2 separate regions of the Drosophila melanogaster genome follow, and region 1 is linked to region 2. Evidence: chromatin contacts called from public Hi-C data. All regions are on one chromosome and are shown on one strand. The core of a region is the stretch at or near the end of the contact, and the rest is flanking DNA. Distances in the headings are between cores, read along the strand shown. Region 1 holds the start of RpS26 (Ribosomal protein S26). Region 2 holds the start of CG5674.

Evidence for each region. Hi-C and Micro-C count contacts between places; a contact is called where the count stands out from the background.
Region 1: a Hi-C map of the Kc167 cell line shows a contact between it and region 2, with 4 times the contacts expected there. A contact is called at or near these places in 8 of 107 Hi-C or Micro-C datasets (the D17-c3 cell line, the Kc167 cell line, the ML-DmBG3-c2 cell line and 3 more).

The regions. Positions count from the first base shown.
Region 1 is chr2L:18,440,810-18,445,613 of dm6, forward strand. RpS26 (Ribosomal protein S26) reads right to left here and starts at 2,419. Exons shown (of 2, transcript NM_001299113.1): 1 at 2,344-2,419; 2 at 526-2,261. The coding sequence starts at 2,253. The coding sequence ends at 1,909. ncm (nucampholin) reads right to left here. Exons shown (of 3, transcript NM_136033.3): 3 at 3,698-4,804. The coding sequence ends at 3,833.
Region 2 is chr2L:17,961,084-17,965,372 of dm6, forward strand. CG5674 reads left to right here and starts at 2,296. Exons shown (of 2, transcript NM_165233.3): 1 at 2,296-2,522. The coding sequence starts at 2,463. It overlaps btv (beethoven), which reads right to left. Exons shown (of 25, transcript NM_001042904.4): 23 at 3,426-4,289; 24 at 3,061-3,366; 25 at 1,542-1,933. The coding sequence ends at 1,652.

The DNA of each region.
Region 1 (4,804 bases), core at 1,169-3,668, 480 kb after region 2:
TAAATGATCAACGGCTGCTGCTTATGTCTACGTTTTATTTTCATTTGCCGGCAAAACGAAAACAATAATTCAGCTCAGCGAGCTGCTGCTGAACTAGCAGAAAGCGACAAAAAAATGTCTACGGCTCAAGAAAAAAGTATGAAAAAAGGGTAAGCAGGAAAAGGAAGTGTACACACACACACACATACAAACACACGCATGTAACCCATTGGAGGCAGGTCCTTACTTCCCCCAGCACCCACGACCGCGCACTCACGTCTGTGTAATTTATGCCAAAAAACAGTATGCAAGGACGCACCCTAGCAAAACACAATTGCAATGGGTATATTGGGCTATTTAGGTGCAGCCTGGAAAAAAAACTTTGCTCGATCAGACGAAATTATCATTTTCAAATCATCAAACATTGCTATACTTAAAAATGTTATACTTTAACCGCAGCCTAAAAACAAAGTATAAATAATATGGTAACAAGTATAAATAATAAGTAAATATATTTAACCGCAGCTAAGCCGTTTTTAAGCTCATATACAATTAGTCCTGAATGACTAGTGCATTTCTAGATAGTAAACTAAATGTTTATAGGATTTTATACATTTGACATGACACTGTGGCGCCATTGCGGAGAAATATCGTAGCTTTGCTTTTCTACATACAAATTTTACTTACAAGGCGTTTTGTTGGTTCAGAAACTTTAAAATTACTTAGTCCATATTAAATGGTTATTTATAAGTTAAGTTTTAAGTAGTTTACCCAACTCCTCCGCCTCCTGACTCCTGGATTTTAAGCAGATGGAGCCCGGAAATGAGATATCACACACGACTTAATCGCAGGAACACGAACAGGAAACAGATGGAATCGTCGATGATGGAAGTCTACTACGTATGAGTAGGTATAAGTTATTACCACTGAAGTATTAAAAAACCACATTATTAAGTAATGACAGAACACCTTCTGTGAATTACACGGTCATGTTTCATACAAATACATAGCTTGCATATCAACGATTTCCTTATAAAAGATATTCTTAGTTAGAAAGAAAACTTTCACCCAATAGCAGTTTTCTCCATTAACTTTGGTATATGAACAACTAAAACAGTATTAACTGTTTATTTTATTACTGTACTTACTATTTACTTACTTATCAAGTCCTCGAGCATTTTTAACATTTGAAAAATAAGAACCAGTGCTAAGGAATAATTATTCTTCGCTATGCACATGCAATATTAATCTGCTCTTACCCAATTGGATAATATATTTACGTACAATAAGATCTTTATGAATGCATCATTGCAAATGCAGATGGTTAACTAAGTTTGTAATTCACAAATATTCTTCCAAAGGGGCTTTACTCAACATTTAATGTCACTGACCATTCAGCCAAGTAAATCACCTTCCCAAACTAATTTACCAGTGATTAATTGGGCTAGCAAGTGTAGGTGATTGGAGTATACTAGCCTTATCTACCTTCGGATCATTCCTTATCAAAAGCACGGTTGTTTGGGAGAGCCCGCCAAAAAGCCGGACTCTATATGTAGACGGAAAGCTGCTTGATGGAGGGTCTACTGACCCGGTGTCTTCTTACAATCACTGTTTCTCAAATAAATTGGTAGGGACAACACACTAAATACACTGTAGATTTGAAACCAAGATGGTTCCACATTAGAAGGGCCCGGTGACATTAGTGGATGTAGTTACTTGTTTGTAGGTAGTAGCTGTTTCCCAATGAAGCACGCTGTTTATTTGAAATTAAAAAAGAACTGGATGCATATATTTCGTCTGCTTATCTTGGCGATTCCTCGACGCCAGAGCGGAACGCACTGGGGCGCGAGTCCGGCTAGATTGGTAGACTCCATATGGAGATGTCAGGTGGTGCACCCAGTGCTCCTCTCCTCCGGCTGGACGAGACCTCTACTTCCTGTTCTGGTTGTTGCGGGCCATGTCCTTGGGGAAGGAACGCAGTGGCGGCGTGCGGATGCGGCGGGCCTCGCGCGAACGGTTGCGCACCACCTTGGAGTGGATTGCGCAGGACACGCAGTAGTGGAGCTTCGCATAGAGCTTGGGCAGCACGTACGAGTCCCAGATGCTGGCCTCCGTGATGTCGCGCACGGCGGCAGCCTCCACGATGTTGCGGATGACGAACTTCTTGATTGCCTTGTCCTTGGGCACGCAGCGGGCGCAGTTGGTGCAGCGCACGGGCTTCACATGGCCGCGATTGTGCTTGTTGCGTCCTCCGTTACGGCGCTTCTTGGTCATCTTGGCGGCTGCTTGTCAGTGGGGGAAACAGTTTGCACGGCCATTAGCATTTAGCACTGCCTTTGCTCAGCGGATGGCTGCCATAATTACCTTATTTATCAATTTCAAAATCCGCCCAGCGAAATCCGCGTGTGTTCACGTTTCGGGAAACGAAAAGAAAGAAAATAGTGTGGACGCACCCGGCGAAACTCGGATAAACGGCCTAAAAAATACCTAGCCAGAGCGACTAGCGTGTTTGGCAACCAGGGCTGACATTTTTACCCGCTAAAACTGGTTTGGTATTCCAAGTTCTTTGCTTTCCTTTTTAATCTATCAGACTCTTTTAATATATTGGAAATTCGAACTGCTTACACTAAAAAATGTCACCTGAAGAATATTAGTAAAAACGATAAAGGTTACACATTTAGCTATATATCCATATCTTATTAGCTAGATACAGCTTTAATCTGATTAGAAGTTGGCAACGCAACATGGTGTGGCCAGGTTCCACATCGAAGTAAAATTGTTTTTAGCGGGACATTTCTTTAAAAAAGAGATGAATAACATAACTATAAATTGCTTAATTTAATGTACTAAATATAATATATCCTTCGATATTCCTGAAATTACCCGTATTTTTATAGCAATCTTACGATTTTAAATTTGTTTTAGAAATTTACTTGTAAATTACATTACTAAATTTGGTATAACAATAAATAATCTTCCGTTCAAAAAATTCCAGACAACTTCAAAAACGTATAATTTAGACTACAGCTTTTTAAGAAAATTTGTATAAAATTTCAACAAGAAAAAAAATTAATAATAGGCGCAAGCAAAGCCTAAATTGAATTTTTTAAAGTTATTTTTTTTAATTAAGCATCAAATTTTAGATTTTTTTAAAAAATTTAAAACGAATAAGTCAGTAAATAAATATTTTTTGTATCGGTGAAAATAAAAATGGAATTATAATATATTCATTATTATAAATGATAAATATTTATAAGTGTTAAAGACCTTATATAGTATATAATCTGGTAATGTTCGTCCGTCTGTTCGTATGAACGAAGTGAAATCAAGAATTATTACAAGCTAGAAGTTTAAAATTAAGCATACTTATTATAAAAACGGAAATTTTTTTGGAAGATGTCCCACAAACATCCCAAATCAGTTATTCTAACAGTTTTGAAAGAGGTTTTAATTAATTTTCATTTTATAAATTACCAATTCCATCAAATGCCAAAAATCTATTGGCAGTACACACATTTTGACCCCCACAATCCGCAAATTGCTGTCACGCCCACAATTTTTTTTTTTTATTTTAATAGAATTTTAAATTTATGTAGTTTGAAAACTTTTTTTTACCCTTCATTTAAATGTTTAGCAATTGTTAGTTGTAAGTTATCTAATGGATATTAGCTGCCTATCTATAAGTATCTCCGTTGTACAAAAAGTTACACAATTGGTTGAAATTTGCATTTGTACATTTATTTTTGTTTTATCGGTTTAGTGGGTTTTGCTTTGTACATGTGTAAAAGTAAAATATTTAACACAAATATTCATCTGCCTTTGTTGGTCACGTCACGTTGTCCAGTCTCCAGATTCAGCTGCGTCCCTTGGAACGGCGTGAGCTGCGCTCCCTTCGCGAACGATCACGGGATCCATCGTCACGCTCTCTTTTACGCTCCCGTTGTCCCTTCAGATCACGATCCCTATCCCGTTCCCGCTCCTTGGCACGACTGCGTTCCTTTTCGCGATCTGACCTCTCTCCACGATCTGATCTCTCTCCACGATCTGATCTCTCTCCACGGTCTGATCTCTCTCCACGGTCTGATCTTTCTCCGCGGTCCGATCTCTCTCCACGATCTGATCTCTCGTTTCTGGAGGAACGGTCACCACGACGACTGTCTTTTTCACTGCGACTACTCTCCATCCGCTTTTCGCGAGGAGCGGAGTTCTCTCTTATTGTTGGTCTTTCATAAGATCGTGATCGATCCCGTTTTCGTTGTCTATCGTGGGCAACTGCATTTCGGTTCTTCCGTTCTTTATCGTATGAACTCTCTCGGTTTCTTTCTCTGTCGTATGAAGAATTCCCCCGCTTTCGTTCTCTATCGTACGAAGAATTTCCCCTGTTTCTTTCTCTGTCGTACGAAGAATTCTCCCGGTTTCGTTCTCTGCCAGTTGAGTTATCTCTGCGCCTCTGGCCATTTCCATTCGGCTGAAAGCGATTTTTGGATCCAGGACCTTCCAAATTAAACTCATCACTATCTTGGGTCCTTCCTCGGAACTTATTTTTTTCGACATGCTCCTGGCGCTTGATCTTCGCCTGAGGCTCAGCGTCACTTTCATCGCTGGAAGAATTCGATGAGTCGGATGATTCGGAGGTGGACTTATCGCTGTCTTCGCTGCCACTGGAATCCGAGCTCTCTTGACTTTTTCTTCTGTGCTTTGATTTCTTCTTGGCAGCCTTCTTTTCCTCCTTCTTACGCTTTTTATCCTTCTCCTTTTCCTTTTTGCTCTTTCTTTGCTTCTCTTTTTCTTTTTCTTGTTCCTTTTCCGCCTTCTTCTTCTTCTT
Region 2 (4,289 bases), core at 1,046-3,545:
TAAATGGCATCCCGGGTCCGGAAGAGGAGCCAAAGTCAAAGAAGACTCACTGACAAAGGGCAAAGCCCAGCTGCAAAGTCAAAAGTGCGGCATGAGTGCAAACTGATTAATCACATTTGGTGGGCTTACATTTATGGCAGATGTGGGGACATATTCGTGTGTATGTACCAGGAAATGGGCGGCAAACACATGCAGATGTCACATTAGCCTTATACTTTAATTAATTTCTAATCCCAGCTCATTGAAGGCGGCTGCAATTAGATGGCGACGCCGTTGCTTGTAGGCTGGCAAGGATTACAAGGATGTGGCCGCTTGGCCCCGACATTTGTCAAACACTAAACACTGAAGAAGCCAAAGGAGGATATCAATTTGTGCATTTGAGTGTAAAGTACGGATTCGCCTGCCCATCAACTGCAAATTAGACATTCAAAATTTAATCGGCAATGCAAGTTTTTGGGGATTTTGGGGCGGGCACATAATTAAGCTGCAACTTTGTGGGGATTATTCAATGCGAATTGGAATCAACCAAAACCACAAGCTTTTAACATTAAATGCGATGAACTATTTGGTTAAGTTGGTAATCCAGCATTGCGGCGGGTGAAATAGTTTAAGGGCCTCATTAATGTGGTTGCGGCTTGGGAATATTTTGGAAATTGATCTTTATGTAGCCTAAATGCATAAGAAGGAGGTCTTTAAACTGTTCTTCCTTGTAGCTAATTGGATTTGAAGTTCGGAGCGGAGTTTATGTATCTTTTGATATACACATTCACTTTATATCCTTACTCAATTACCTTTTCAGCCTTATCGCGCTGCCTAATTCCTTAATCCGCAACTAAATTTCCATTTGAAGCGTAATAAATTATTTATTCTCAATAGCCGACAGCACAACAAGTTGGGAAAGGCGTACAACAAAATCTGAGAAGTCTGCATAGCTAAATTTGCAAAATGTGTTAACAAACTGCCACGCCCACCGATACGAGGCACTGTGATTTGTGCGGAGGGCAATTTATATGCCACAGAAGCCGGCTGCCACGCCCCCTTCTCGGTACCGGGAGGCACTTTACACTCAAATTGTGTTAATTTGCATATTGGAAACTTTTGCCTAATTGAACATAATGCCACTTAATTAAAGTTAAGACAAGTTTTTGACGGTAAAATGGTTTTGGGCCTGGGGGATGTCGGGGATGTCTTGGCAACTAAAAGTATGCCCGACATTTATGGCAGTTTGTTGTTGAAATTTACGGCAATTAGTTTAATATGAGCAGATTATGAGGGACACAGGACGCAATAAAATCCCTTCGGCGGTGGCAAATTAATTTTTAGGGGCATCCCCGAATAAACACAGACACTGAGACATATGGAAATCAATTAGCTCTTCAGAGTCTAAGTCCTCGCCTTAAATGTTTAATGGCCCATTTTTATGTTTGCCTTTGGCTGCCTAATTGTTAGTTGTTTAAATATTTACTTAGAATTAGTTGGGACCCAAATGACAGCGTGTCAAGGGTAGGAAACTAATGTTAAAAGAGTTTCGTTTGGTTTTTATTTAATATTTGCGAAGGTGAATTGCTATTCAAGTGTCAGTCCAACACATTCTTCGCTTCTCTACATATATATTTGAAATATATTGGTATAAAATAATATTGAGTGGTGTTTAATAATCTTCGACTATTAGCGCTGTTCCGGCCAAGAGAATTTGTTCCGCAGTTCCGGTCACAATATCAACATTTAGGTGGCAAATCAATTTGTCGCGACTGCTCCGAGAATATAATGGGAGTTTGGGCTTCGATTCAGCATTTTGCGTGGAATATAGCGAATTTTTGCCGTATTTTGAGGAACTAGTAGTCGTATGACTGACATTTTGTACTTCGTCTTTTATTTTGTACTTGATGTAGAAGGGGTTCGATTTTCCCATTCCACTCTGGGCGCCATCAATCTGTAATGGAAAATGAATAGTGCCAAGTTTAGTTACTAATGAAATACTTAGATATATTCCACATTACATATATTCACAATTGCTAAAAACAAAAAAAAAGGCGAAAAGCGGGTAGATGATTTGCAAAGTTTATTCTCCAAGTCCTAAAATGTATATACAAAAAAATAGTTATTTGTTTTTTTACAGTGTTAGTTCTAGCAGGTACACCCATCAGGGCATAGCGGATGCACTCCCCATAGTCAGCTTCCAAACCGATTATCGATTGGCATCGAATACGTAGATATACAAACGAGAAGGGAAAGTAAAATGTAAGTTTGTGCTCAGAACTGCTTATCGATAGGCATCGGACAAGGTGCCATCTCTAATTCCCCCTCTTGTACCGGAATGTCAATCAAATGAAAACAAAAAAAGCGGCGTGAGAAAACTGAAAAGAACGGGCATCCAGTGCACATTTCAAGCTTAATTTCGATGCATTGAACGGCGGCGGCGCACCGAAAACAGGAGGCGCAGGATTACGGATACGGAAGCTATGGAAACGGCCAGAATGGAGACGGCGATGGAGACACATTTTATGGCCAAAATGGGGAAGGTGAGGAACAAAGACAAGAAGCAAACGGGCAAGAGGGAGAGAAGATGTCATCAGTCTTCGTCCCAAAAGATAAATAAGTATCTTTTGGGATTTTGGATTGGGGGAATCAATTTGGACTATGGATGTATGCATATCTACTATCCAGGTAATCCGTAACAGAGTATTGTTACTGTTACTACTACTACGTGTGCATCCAATTGTATCTGATATAGCAACCTGGCAAAATGTATCCCAAAATTATTTCTCAATGTTTATTGTATTTACTGTAACGCTTCTCGAGGGCTTATGATATTTAATGGTTATCCCCAACTTAACCAATGCGCCATCTACCGCGAATATTATAGTTATGGCAATTTCTTGGCTGATTATCCTGCGATTAGTTAAATTTCCTTTTATGGCTTCGAAATATATTCTTAGTCGCTAAAGAAGAAGACATAGAAGACATAACCCCTTGAATCATGAGTAAGTGGCTTGCTGAATTTGATTTCACAACTTGATGTCAAAACATTATCGGTTAAAGATACTAATTCTTACTCACCTTTAGCGGCGCCAGCTTGAGTATTATGTCCGAAGAATCACTTTCCAAGTTTGAGGAGCCGCAAGTTTGCAACTCCAGGCGTTCGGTGGAAACTGCCAGTTTTCGAGACTGCAGCAGCTTTAAACAGGACAACAGGTTCTCACAGTTAAACACCTGGACGAAATTGATATCCTCTACAAAATCCAGATGCATTTGCTCCCGGAATCGAAGTTCGGCAGCCTGGGCTCGAACGATTAGGGCTCTTAAAAAGTCCACGGCACTGTTGCTGCCAGGTCCAGGCCATAGTTTAAGCCAACTGGCAGGAATCTATGAATTTCAGTTTATTATGCATTTTCAAGTTACGTTACTGTACCCCAGTTTCTTACCTGCTGTTCTGCCAGAGTTCTCAGAGTGCTGCCATCCACCTCCTGCGACTCCTTAAGCCAGGCATGCATCTGCGACAAAGTCTGGTGAACTATGCCGTAGAGATCCGCCCCTAGTTTCAGTTCAGCCAGCACAAAAAGTGCCCAGGGAGATTCACCCACATCAGTTTTTGCCTCCTTCATAGTCTGGATTATGGTACACGAAGCCGCCAACTTTCTCCATAGATTCAGTAGGGGTTTAATTTGCTGTTCCAGCTTCTGACGACCAGTGAGCTGATCGTTTCCCTTAGACTCTCCTGCTCCTCCAGAATCCTTAGCCAAGCCTCTTCCGTAATGCAATCCCCTGAGTTCCTTTATCACTCTTTTGGCCTGTTCAATTTCGCGTTGCTGTTGTGCCTGATTGGCCAAACCATACATACTGGGCTCATCTGTGTCAGGAAGTTTCTCCAATGCAGCGTAGTAGTCCTGCAGTTGACCGCTAGTTGGTATGGATAGAGATAATCCAAGAGGTGACCAACGATTGCTTAAGACGTCCGCTGAACAAAACTGGTTCAGATAGGTTGTGAGTATCTCCAGATCCCTCTGATTATTTACTCTTCCGCCATAAGCGAGGGCTTCACTGAGACGTTGCATCAGCAACCAATCGCATTTTCCTGAATTAAGTTGCTGATCCATCATTCTTAGGATACCCAGAGCCGCTTTTAGATCTGCCTCACCGAATTCATAGTATTTTGACCAACCTTGTGGTATAAACTGTCGCCTTTGTTGAAGCACAGCTGTTAGGACAAAATAAACCAGTCTCATCTTGAGGCTCTTTGGTTGGTTTTTAAGCTTTTGATCCTGTTCAGCAGCGAAGTTCTGGAGCAA